Linked DNA regions of Mus musculus: region 2 is linked to region 1. The links are chromatin contacts, called in public HiChIP or PLAC-seq maps. All regions are on one chromosome and are shown on one strand. The core of a region is the stretch at or near the end of the contact, and the rest is flanking DNA. Distances in the headings are between cores, read along the strand shown.

What was found. HiChIP or PLAC-seq counts read pairs in DNA pulled down with a chosen protein or histone mark.
Region 2: a contact with region 1 is called in an H3K27ac HiChIP or PLAC-seq map of extraembryonic endoderm stem cells. The contact joins two enhancer-like sites. A contact is called at or near these places in 19 of 39 promoter capture datasets (the 3T3-L1 cell line, 3T3-L1-derived adipocytes, the C10 cell line and 11 more), 26 of 484 Hi-C or Micro-C datasets (3T3-L1-derived adipocytes, 8-cell embryo, the Ba/F3 cell line and 20 more), 7 of 115 datasets of contacts at active chromatin or transcription factors (CD8 T cells, Th17 cells, embryonic basal ganglia and 4 more) and 2 of 9 other capture datasets (adipose tissue and liver).

What each region holds. Positions count from the first base shown.
Region 1 is chr12:91,666,076-91,671,412 of GRCm38.p6, forward strand. All of the region lies in intron 4 of Ston2 (stonin 2), which reads right to left. It also overlaps the pseudogene Gm51993. Among named protein-coding and RNA genes, the nearest start is that of Gm16876, 13 kb to the right of the region's middle. Within about 2 kb of position 2,551, at least 137 of the 459 cell types and tissues checked have an H3K27ac peak or open chromatin away from gene starts, as enhancers often do. A contact at or near this core is called in extraembryonic endoderm stem cells, where this site is marked.
Region 2 is chr12:91,806,054-91,811,390 of GRCm38.p6, forward strand. It overlaps Sel1l (sel-1 suppressor of lin-12-like (C. elegans)), which reads right to left. Exons shown (of 21, transcript NM_001039089.1): 21 at 1-4,000. The coding sequence ends at 3,791. Among named protein-coding and RNA genes, the nearest start is that of Ston2, 22 kb to the left of the region's middle. Within about 2 kb of position 2,503, at least 5 of the 459 cell types and tissues checked have an H3K27ac peak or open chromatin away from gene starts, as enhancers often do. A contact at or near this core is called in extraembryonic endoderm stem cells, where this site is marked.

The sequences.
Region 1 (5,337 bases), core at 1,301-3,800:
TTATTTTATGTGTAGTTTTGGTTGTGTGTGTGGATATGCACTACACACATACCTGGTACCCACAGAAACTAGAAGAGGGTATCTGATCTCCTCGAAATAGAACTATGGGCAATGGCAAGCAGCAGTCAATGTCCCTAGCCAGTGAGCCATCTTTCCAGTACCTCCTGCCCCCTTGAAACAAGGTCTCATTATGTAGCCCAGGCTAGCTGTAAACTGGAGAGTCTCCTACCTTAGCCTCCAAGTGCTGAGAGCACAGGCGAGCATCCAAACAGGAAGCTGGATGCCTTTTCAGCTTGAGAATACGTTTCTAACCTTAATAATCAGTACGAGATGATAAACCAGGATGTGATGGGGCATGGTGCATGCCTTTAATTCCAGAACTATGGAGACAGAGCCAAGTGGATCTCTGAGTTCCAGTCTAGCCTGGTCTACAGAGCGAGTCCCAGAATAGCCAGGGCTATATAGAGAAATCATGTCTTGAAAAAGAAAAAACAAAACAAAACAAAAACAAAAACAAAAAAAGATGTTCATTGTAATATATATTAAATATTGAGATCATTTCAATATATGGAGAAAATGATCTATCTATCCAGGAGTGTATCATTAAAAAGGAAAAAATAGTAATGTTATTTGGACAGGGCTGTGACTTTGGCCCCATGGTGGGGACATTAGAGCCATGGACAAAACCCACTGGAACTGCCAGCAAGGAAGAGACACTTCCCTTTGGGGAAGAGGAAGTGAGCAATAAAGGACTTATGGCTCTCTAAAGAAGGAGTTCCTAGTCTACAAAAGCAAAGTGCAGCCGCTCTAAATAAAAGCTTAACGCCTGTCTCCATTCCTCATACCTCCCAAAGCCAAGTGTGAGAGCGATGTCCACATTACATCACAAAAGCCCAATGGCATCAGGTGGCTAAACCCCCAGAATCTGGAAGGCAGACTTAGAAAGTCACCACTGGGAAAGTCACTGTGAACTCCAAACCTGCTCTTTAGAGGTTGGTAGCCCTGCAAGCAGAGTTAAGTCCTGATCTACAACTTGGTTACAGTACACATTGGCATGCTCGGCCAAGGAGACGTTAGAGAAGAGCCCGTCTCAACCTCACTGTTACGAGAGTATCAGCCAGGAAATCAACAGAAATCAACAGTGATTTGCCAGCTTTGAGATGTCCTGCTCAACCGAATAGGGCTTGAGCCCTAACCTCTGGCACAGCCCTGCGGACTGAGCAGCAGCTGTCTGAATCTGAGTGGCTTATGAGAGAGTAGAATAGGACACGAGAGAGCAGCAGATGCCCCCTTAGTATCCATTCGGAAGCGTTTGTCTACCAGCTCACAGCAAGACTCATCTTAACCAGCATGGGATACCCATCTGCACGTGTTGAGAACTGAAGCTAGCAGCAGGTATCAAGTCATTCAGAGGGAGCCAGCCTAGTGAGGTAGGACCAAAATAGCACAGCTTTCTCGGTACAGGAGGGTTCTTCCTCGGAGGCTCAAGTGCACCTAAGATTTTAATATAGATAGCAGCAGCATTGGCGTGGTGCACCTATGATAGCATAGCAGGCTACTACTGCTGAATTCTTAAGTGTTTCTAAAATATGAGCTCAGAATCTATAAGCAAGTGTCTTTACTGACCTCCTAGTCAAACAAGAACAAGGAACATGCCCACAATGCCAATGCCCATGTTGCCAACCTCTGCCAACCTCTGCCAACCACATAGCTTAATGATCACCTTGCCAACCTCTGTCAACCACGTAGCTTAATGGCCACGGTGCCAACCTCCGCCAAGCACATAGTTCTGCTTATGTGCAGCTGACAAACTGATGGCAGATGGGCGTTTCCATGATTGAATCACCCGAGCAAATACCTCACATAGCTCTGTGAGGTACAGGAGACACGGAAGAGAATGGGGCCTTGTATTGTGCCAAGAACAGGCTGTGTGTGAGGAAAGCTTGTGTGGCTTAACCAAAGGGCCCCCACTTAGAAAATGATGCCTTGTAGGATGTGGTAACAGCTGGAGATAATGTGGACCAGTGCTTGGCTAGTGCCCGGCACAGAAGGGGCAGCTAATAAACACCACTTTCTGCAAATTATAACTAAAAGCACACACTGTCAGGAGTGGCTCTCTGAGTGAGTGGGAACAAGAAGATATAGATTATGAGCTCATGGCTTCTGTTGGAGACATACTGGGTCAAATGGCTTTTAGCCTGCTTATATGGAATGCTATTCTGAGAGGAGGCATAGATGAGATGTGAGGGTGAGATGATATGTACTGAGCAGAGGTTGTGGAGAGAAAAAGGAGAAAAGGAAAACTGCAGCTCTCAGAAGAAACACACGCACTTCGTTTCCAGACTAAAAACAATTTGAAGGTAAAGGCTCTAACATTTCATTTTTATCTTTTTTCCATCTTTATGCTGTTTTTATTCATCATTATTATAATCTACGATATTGCCTGGCACCCAGAAAATATGTACTGGCTCAGGCTCTGGGCTCACTTGCAGGTGCGCCTGAGTAAACACTGGAGAAGGAAGCCATGGCGTGTTGGTGTGGGGACAAGCCTCACACTGTGATACAGATAAGCAGAAGTGCCCTTTGCCCCAGTGCTTGAGTTACCAAGCCACCAAAACCAACACACTGTGACATTCACAATGACACGACGTCACGCCACGGGGAAGCCCCAGGAGAGGCTTCAAATATCAACAGGGGAAAAATCTGTCCCAGTTTGTCAGTGTCCCCTGTGAGCTGATGAGGTAACACGGACTCCTACAGTGCTCTGCCTCAACTCCTCCTTTAGACCACGACGGGAGGGTTCACGGTCTACAGGGGAGGGAAAACAATAGCTTAGGCAACTTGTCTTTGGACGAGAAGTTTCTAATCTGTTTCTAAACCGTCCTCTTCATTGACTTGAGGTAGAACATTCAGAGACAGGTGCTTAGAGATACTCAGGACTGTACACGTGCATGTCCCCAGCACCTCTGTGAGAAACAGGAGCCCGGGTGCTTCCCTCCAGTTCAGTCAGTCACCTGATGGGGGAACACTAACCTACTAACCTACTTCTATAAGCGCTCCATCAGTTTTATTCAGAGCAGTTTAACCCGTAGTAACTACTCCTTGTGTTAAATTTGTATTTTTCTATTTTTTTTTAAAAAGATTAATTTAGTCTCTCTGTCTCTGTCTCTCTCTGTCTCTCTCTGTCCCTGTCTCTCTCTCTGTCTCTTTCTCTCTCTCTCTCTCTCTCTCTCTCTGTCTCTCTCTCTGTGTGTGTGTGTGTGTGTGTGTGTGTGTGTGTGTGTGTGGTGTGTCTTCGAGAGTTTCTGTGCACCGTGAGTGCAGATGCTCTTGGAGGCTGGAGGGCATTTTCATTCCCTGGAATTGGAGAGGTGGTTGTCAGCTTCCAAACTTGGGTGCTGGGAGCCAAACTCGAGTCCTCTCCAAGAGCAGCAGATGGTCTTAGCTACTGAACAATCAATCTCTCAAGCCCCAAATTCCTATTTTTCTTATTGATGTGATTAATCTGGAGTTTGCCAGTGCTTTCTTCTAGAGGCAACTGTCCGTCACTTGACTCATCTCTAATTGTCAAGCCCGGGCTACCATCCTGCCTTACTTAACCTCCCAAGGGTTGGAATTACCTACCTATAGCGCCATGCCTAGCTTTTCTTTTTTGTAAACATTTTATTAAAACACCAAGCACACGGAAAAGAACAGAAATCCTGTCTGTGTTTAAAGCTTGATGCATTTTTTCAAAACTGTTTGTTTGGATTTGTTTGTAAACTGATCCAAAGCCAGAACACAGCCAGAACCCATGGTGACTTCACTTTATGCCCCCATTCCTCCTACCGACCTCCCCTTCTCATAATCACTACCATGACTACTAACACCATATGTGCTATTTGAACATTTCTGCATTGTGTTCAAATGCACCAATGCGACAGTTTATCCCTTGGAATGTTTACAGATATTTGATATTTTCTGCATTTGGGCAATTATAGCTGGTGCCCCACTGCACACTCTTGTACATACTTGGGTACACACGAAGATGCATTGAGTATACTAAACAGGACTATTCCATCATCCAGCACGCAAACTCACTGCATTCACTTAGGCTTCCACACAGTGTCTACATGTTCTGTTGGTCTTTATCTTTGCTAACAGGCAGTACTGCCTGACACTCACTTGAACTGTGATGCTGTCTAGGCACTCTGTTTTATGGTAGAGTTACTTGGCTTCCATTGGTAACTAAGGAGGCTTGCCTAGCACCGTGGTGCATGTTTTACTGGCTATTTGGCTATCCTCTTTTATGAAGTACTTCTGAAAAGAATATTTATTATTATGGTGAGAGTGTATGGCTGTGGGGCAGGCACCCCACAGTATGCATGTGGAGGTCACAGGACAGCTCTGTGGAACTGTGGACAGTTCTGGGGAGTTCATATGGTTCTCTCCTTCCCCCTTTTCGTGGGGCCTGGGGATTGAACTCGGGTCACCAGGCTTATATGACGAGCACCTTTTCCTACTGAGCCATCTTGCCAGCCCATGACATTATCTTTATAAGGCCTTTGTTTGCTGTTTACCATGTTTCTGCTGACTCCCAAAGTTAATTTATGTTCTGCATGTGAGTGGTCTGCCAGATATGCCTGTTGGCAACATTTCTTCCTATATAGTGGTTTGCTTTTATTTTTTGTAATAGGATGGCTTTTAATTAACAGACACTTTAAATTCAAAAGTGAGGTAATTTATGAAGTATTTTCCTTTAATGGTTAGTGCTTTATGAGTCTTATTTAAGAATCATTTGGAAGACATTTTATTAGAAAGCCTGATGAGCCGGGCATGGTGGCACATGGTGGCACATGCCTTTAATCCCAGTACTTGGGAGGCAGAGGCAGGCGGATTTCTGAGTTTGAGGCCAGCCTGGTCTACAAAGTGAGTTCCAGGACAGCCAGGGCTACACAGAGAAACCCTGTCTCGAAAAAAACCAAAAAAAAAAAAAAAAAAAAAAAGAAGAAGAAGAAAGAAACTTGGGAGCATTGTCTACTATAAAGCTCTTTTCCTGGGAACTGCCTCATGTACATTTTTTTTTTCATGGAAATAAAAATGCATGATGTTCATTCATCGAGAGGGTGACACTCAGAAGGAACCATCTACAGGCTCCTGCCGAGGGGACAGAGCTGTGTGGGCTCTTGCCCCTTTCTGAGCTTGGCTCTCCCACAAATTTCTCGTTGGCCAATATTTATTTTTGTTGCTTGTAACCAAAGAGGCCTACTGGTTCCTTAACTCACATCTTCTTTCCTGGATGGTCTCCATGTATACCCATGACTGTACTGGCCATAGTCCTTATTGCTGGGATCTGAC
Region 2 (5,337 bases), core at 1,253-3,752, 140 kb after region 1:
GGGGTCTTTATTTCACAAGTTTCCAGATACAGTACAAAATGAATCTGTACATCTCTCTATTAACAGGATTTGTTTACACAATTATAATACACGTCACCAGCCGTTATACTGCATTCCATTAAATACAAAATAAATTTACAAAAAGTCTAGTATGGTGTTCCTTCATGACGTCAGCTTATGCTCTTTAAGCATGTCCCTCAACATCTCTAGTGGTCATACTTTGATCATATCAACGTTGTTTCTTAAATAAAAGAGAAATAGTGTCAGATCGTTCACCAATAAATAGTAAACAAAGAACATCTGGATGGCTCCCTGCTCATAACCAAAGGGCCCTTCATATGCATACAAAATCGGCTTTCTGATGTGTAAACAGGCTCTTTAACATAGAAATCATTGGTATATGGGGTTATTTCAAATTTTCTTCAAGTCCCTAGTGGGTGAAGACACTTAGCTTCTTTTTCAAAGAAAAATACCCACTTAAAAACCTGACAATACAGCATCCAGAAATAGTTTCTCTCGTATCTGAGGCAATAACTGATGAAAATAGTTTTTTTTTTTTTTTTTTTGCATAAAATAGTTTTCCTTTGTTCCGGTTACTTCTTGCGTATCTTCTTGCGTGTTTTGCAGATGTGGTTGGTCACTGGTTGCAAATGCCACACACACAAGGGGTTGAGGTCTGCATGTGGAGGCTGCCATGGCTGCTCCTAAGCACCAGAGAGCAAACCTGGGGAGCAGAGGAGAGAGAGAAAACCCAACCAAGCAGCCAGACGAAACCAAATTCTGTGTAGAGAACCCCCAGCCACCCGCTCCTCACCAGACCCCTGGAGCAGGGTTCTAACGCTTCTCCAAGGTAGAGATGGTGAGTGGTAATATGTTCAGAAGTTAATCTATCTATCTATATATATCTTCAGAAGAACTACAAGCCTTCAGGAGTACCAAGATTTAGGACTTGTACTTTTACATTAATCTAGTTTAGGTATTAATAAATTTGGGGGAAAATAAAGCCCCTGTCAGACCTTTTTCTGTATTATCGGCTAGTAACTAAGAAAACCCAGAAATCAGAAACAAAAACTTCAAAAACAAAAACTCCACTTTTGTACACCGCCACAGAAGTAAAATTTGTGTTCTCTAGACTCTGATGTAGCTGGTTGCCCAACGGGGCGGGGCGCAGGAGAACAGAGGCTCGTCAGAGAGCCTTGGTAGGCCGCAAGACAGACCTGCGAGACAGACCACGAAAGGCAGCAGTAGGGATGGGCTACAGGGAGGAAGGAAGCCACGCTCTAGCTGGTAAATCTAAATCCTAATGCTAAAACTCCCGAATCCTGGAGTTGGCTTAATGTCACTGACATCAACTAGCTTTATTGCCACTTTATTCAAATGGATGCCATTAGTAAGTACTGTGCATTATTTTTAAGAGAACCACCGAACCCAGTGCCTATTTGCTTCGGTCCCACGTCCCACAGACTCTAGGTAAGAGAACAGAGCAAAGCGCTTGAGATCATCTAGGAAAGCAGCAGCGAGAACTGAGTTCTCGCAGTAGACGCCGCAGGCTGGAAACAGAGGGTAAAAGTCTCGGGAAGGGCATCTGCTGTAGTGACCGTTCGTAAAAGGACAGCAAGGGGCAAGTCTGCTACATGAAGAACAAACCTAGACTGTCCCGTCCAGCCTTAGGTAGTGTATGCTATTTTAAGAGATATTTTCTTCAAGTACTTTCTGTGGGAAGTAAAGATGGAGGCAAAACTGCTGCCATCCAAGGAGGCCTGAGGTGGATGGCACAGGAAAACCACAGAAGCCAGTGGCATCTTAGAGTTTCCCATCTTTTTATTTATTTATTTGTAGAGACTGGGTCTTGTTGTATTGCCTAAGCTGGTCTTAACCCCCCAGCCTACTGTGAGTGACAGGAGACTGCAGCTACACACCACTGTGCCCAGTTCCTGTGAATCATGTAAAACCTGCCTTCTAAAGGAAGAGAGACGGCAGAGACGGGCCGGGCCGTAGCGTATTTCCTTTCCTGGGCTGAGGGAGGGGCTGGGAGAGGAGGCAGGGCTAAGGACCCTGTTTACTGCACCGCTCACAATCTAGTCTTTCAGCACAGGACACCAAATGAGCCTTACTATTTACAAGCCCAAAGCAACATTACATTTTTGAGAGGAATGCTGGCTGCCTCTCAAAGATCTGCCTCTCTGTGGCCATGTCTTCAAATTTGGAGGCAAATATCTTCGAGGAAAATTTTTGCTTCCTGGGTTTCCCATAATACTGTGAGCACACACAAATGTACACAACTTCACACTTAAAGCCTTCATGTTCAATACAGATGAACTACATTGAATTCTCATGACAATCCCAACATTCAAACTCAAAGCTTTCCAAACTCCACAAGTGATAAAGTCGTTTCATTGCAGACAAGGATTACAGAAAACAATGGAAAGGCGATAATGAACAGGGGCGTGAGCTCCCATGGGGTGCTGGCTACCCAACGCTACCATCCACAGATCTGATTACACAGACCACAAATTCAGCTTGGGCTTTGGGGTGATTATGTGAAGCTCTCAGTCGTTGTTTTCGCCTCTTACTGAAGCAGGCAATGCTGGGTGTAACTGCTTTAATTTCCTAATGTTTACAACAGAAGGGCGATAACACAACAGCTACTCAGTGGCTGACTTTCTACAGCCACATCAAACCGTCAGAAATAAAAAGCTCCCGCAGCATACACAACGGTGCACCCAGGCCTTTGGTTTTGCCATGCATTGGGTCTAACCCATCCTCCATTGTCTGAGTATTTTAGTATTTTAGTATTACAAAGGAAGTCACCACCTGCCAATCTTGACAATAGCATTTCATATTTGAAGACTTTGGGAGGGTTGTCTGTTCTCTGTGCCATAAGAAATGTGAAGTAAAATGAGATCCGGGAAGCAACGAATCTACCCGAGGGAGGGCATGTCCCAGGTCCCACCTCAAGTTGGTTAAGGCTGTTTTCTGATTTCTCCATTTAGATCATCCTCTGGCGTCTGGACTAGGGCTCTGTATATGCAACTCACATGAGTAGCTGGGGCAAAGTCCTCTGTGGGAGCACGGAGTCAGCTGACTGAGTTTGACTTCTACTCCATGGCAGGGATGTGACATCACGAAGAAGTCTTTAGCAAAGCCTTTCAGTCTTTGAGGAAGAGAAGTTTGCTAGGAAGTGTCAGAGTCACAGTACAGGAATCCGATCAATAATCCCTTTTAAAATAAGAGTGCCGAACATATGACCTGGCATGTAGACTGGTAAAATTTCCCAGTTACTGCATTTCCCAAACACCCTGAAGACGTCCTGCTTGGCTTGTTTTGCTTTTGACTTAATGGCAAGTTCTAGTCTCAGACTTAAGCATGTTTTTAGGGTTAAACTTGCAACTAACTGGGTTTCCCCAGGTTGTCAATGCTCAGGACCTTAGAAGACAGGTAAGAAGTTATGCACATCAACAGGATGACGAAAGGTCTCTCAGGAAAGACAGGGTACAGTAGACATGACTCGAGTGTCTTGTGTATGTTTGCAGAACGAAGAAAGAAAAAGGAAAGAGGAAAGCCACTGAGAGTTGTCATTCCGTATGGCACTGAAACAAACATTCACTGCAGCTCTGCCGAGAGCCGCGCATCCCTGAAAAGGAAGGCAGCAGGTTCTAAGCAGCTTCTGGGATTCAACACGCCTCACGCCTCTTCCAGGCGGTGCCACCATCCAGAGCCCTACATCAAATGCAAGCGTTCTCAGCAAGCAGCTCCCCAGTGGTCACCGACCAAGGTGAGTGTGTGGCTGCTACTGTGGTGGCTGCTGCTCTGGTGGTCCTTCCTGCTGGGGAGGAGCCGGCCGTGGCCCTGGGGGCCTGGGAACTGGTATGTCCTGGTGCTGTCGCTGCCTGTAAGCTATGACTGTACCCAAGAGCAGTGCAATGATGGTCATGAGGTAAAGGTCCCACTCGGGTCCCAAAAGCTGGTCCATATCCAGTTGTGTGAATAGATCTCGAATCTTAATGAGAAAAACACAAAAAGCATTAGCACTTCGATGTCGGTGAAAGAACTCTGAAACTAGTTACTTAACAGTAGACATAAGCATGAGACTTTGAAAAACTAAATTCTAGGACACTGTGATGATTTTTAAACCCTTCTTCTACTGACACCCAGAGGGTGTGTCTCAAGAACTAAGCTAGGGTTTCCTAATAGCGGACATCAGATGTCTAACTGTTTTTTCCATCAGAAATCTAATTCGGCAATTTCTAGCTATTTCTCTAGTAGATATCTGAAAGGATCAGCAGAACAATAAAAGACCCCTCCGCCCCCAAGTCTGAATCCTGGCACACCTCTAACCTGTCCGCAGTGACAGCAGGCAGGTGACGGCCAGCTGTGCTCCGCCCATGGCACTGACAGCTACAGGACCGGGTGTCCACTTGATGAACAAACACCTCTTTTTGGTTGTTTTAATTAAAATGCACACCATTTTACAAAGAAATCTGAACTTACAAGTTACATTCCTAGTCTCTGAGCTTTTGTGAAATTATGCCCGAGAGCCCTCATAATACACATCTGTAGGCGCAGGTGCTTAATTTTGTAGGAAAAAAAAATTCCAGGAAATGATTATGTTCCCGGGGAATTTTGTGTCTGTTCATCTAGTCTGACCTCCTTCTCATCAATACTTATTTCTCTTGCTTTTTTTTATGAACTGGGATTGCTTTGTTTTTTTTTTTTTTTTTTTTTTGTTTCAGTTGGAGAATCTTACTGTTCTCTTTCTAGATCTGTATAAAAAGACAGCAAAAGATTCCTCTCCATACAGGATGGTATGCTGTACCTACTGAGGAAAGTGCGGGGTACAAGGGTCTGGGACAGCCCTGCAGAGTCTGACAGCCACCTCCTGTTGGCTGGGTATGAGACCCGGCCCAGGCCAGGCACTACTCTGTCCCCACACCTCAACCTAGTCCTCACAGTGAGCTGCTTAGTGCTTTCTGGCAGAAAGTACAGCATAGTGGCTCATGCTACCAGGGAACTGCAACAACTGACATTACACATATGTAAGAATCTAAGGTATCCTGAGTTCTGGGAAACTGTGTGGAAGATCTCAGTAGCGTGGCTAAGGGCAAGGGAGGGAAGTCCACTGTTTATGTTAGTGTAGATCTAAGAAGCACTGCTTACTTATAATTCTGCATAAGGACAATTTGACCCTAATGATGGCTCCAACAACAAATTCGAGCATCATAGTGTTTATGGAGCAAAATGCTGCACTGGTGAATCCACTTCAGAGAATATGGGGACAGGAGCAAAATCTAAGTGGTAGAGCCCACGGGCACTTCCACGTAAGCCTTGTTTCTCCAG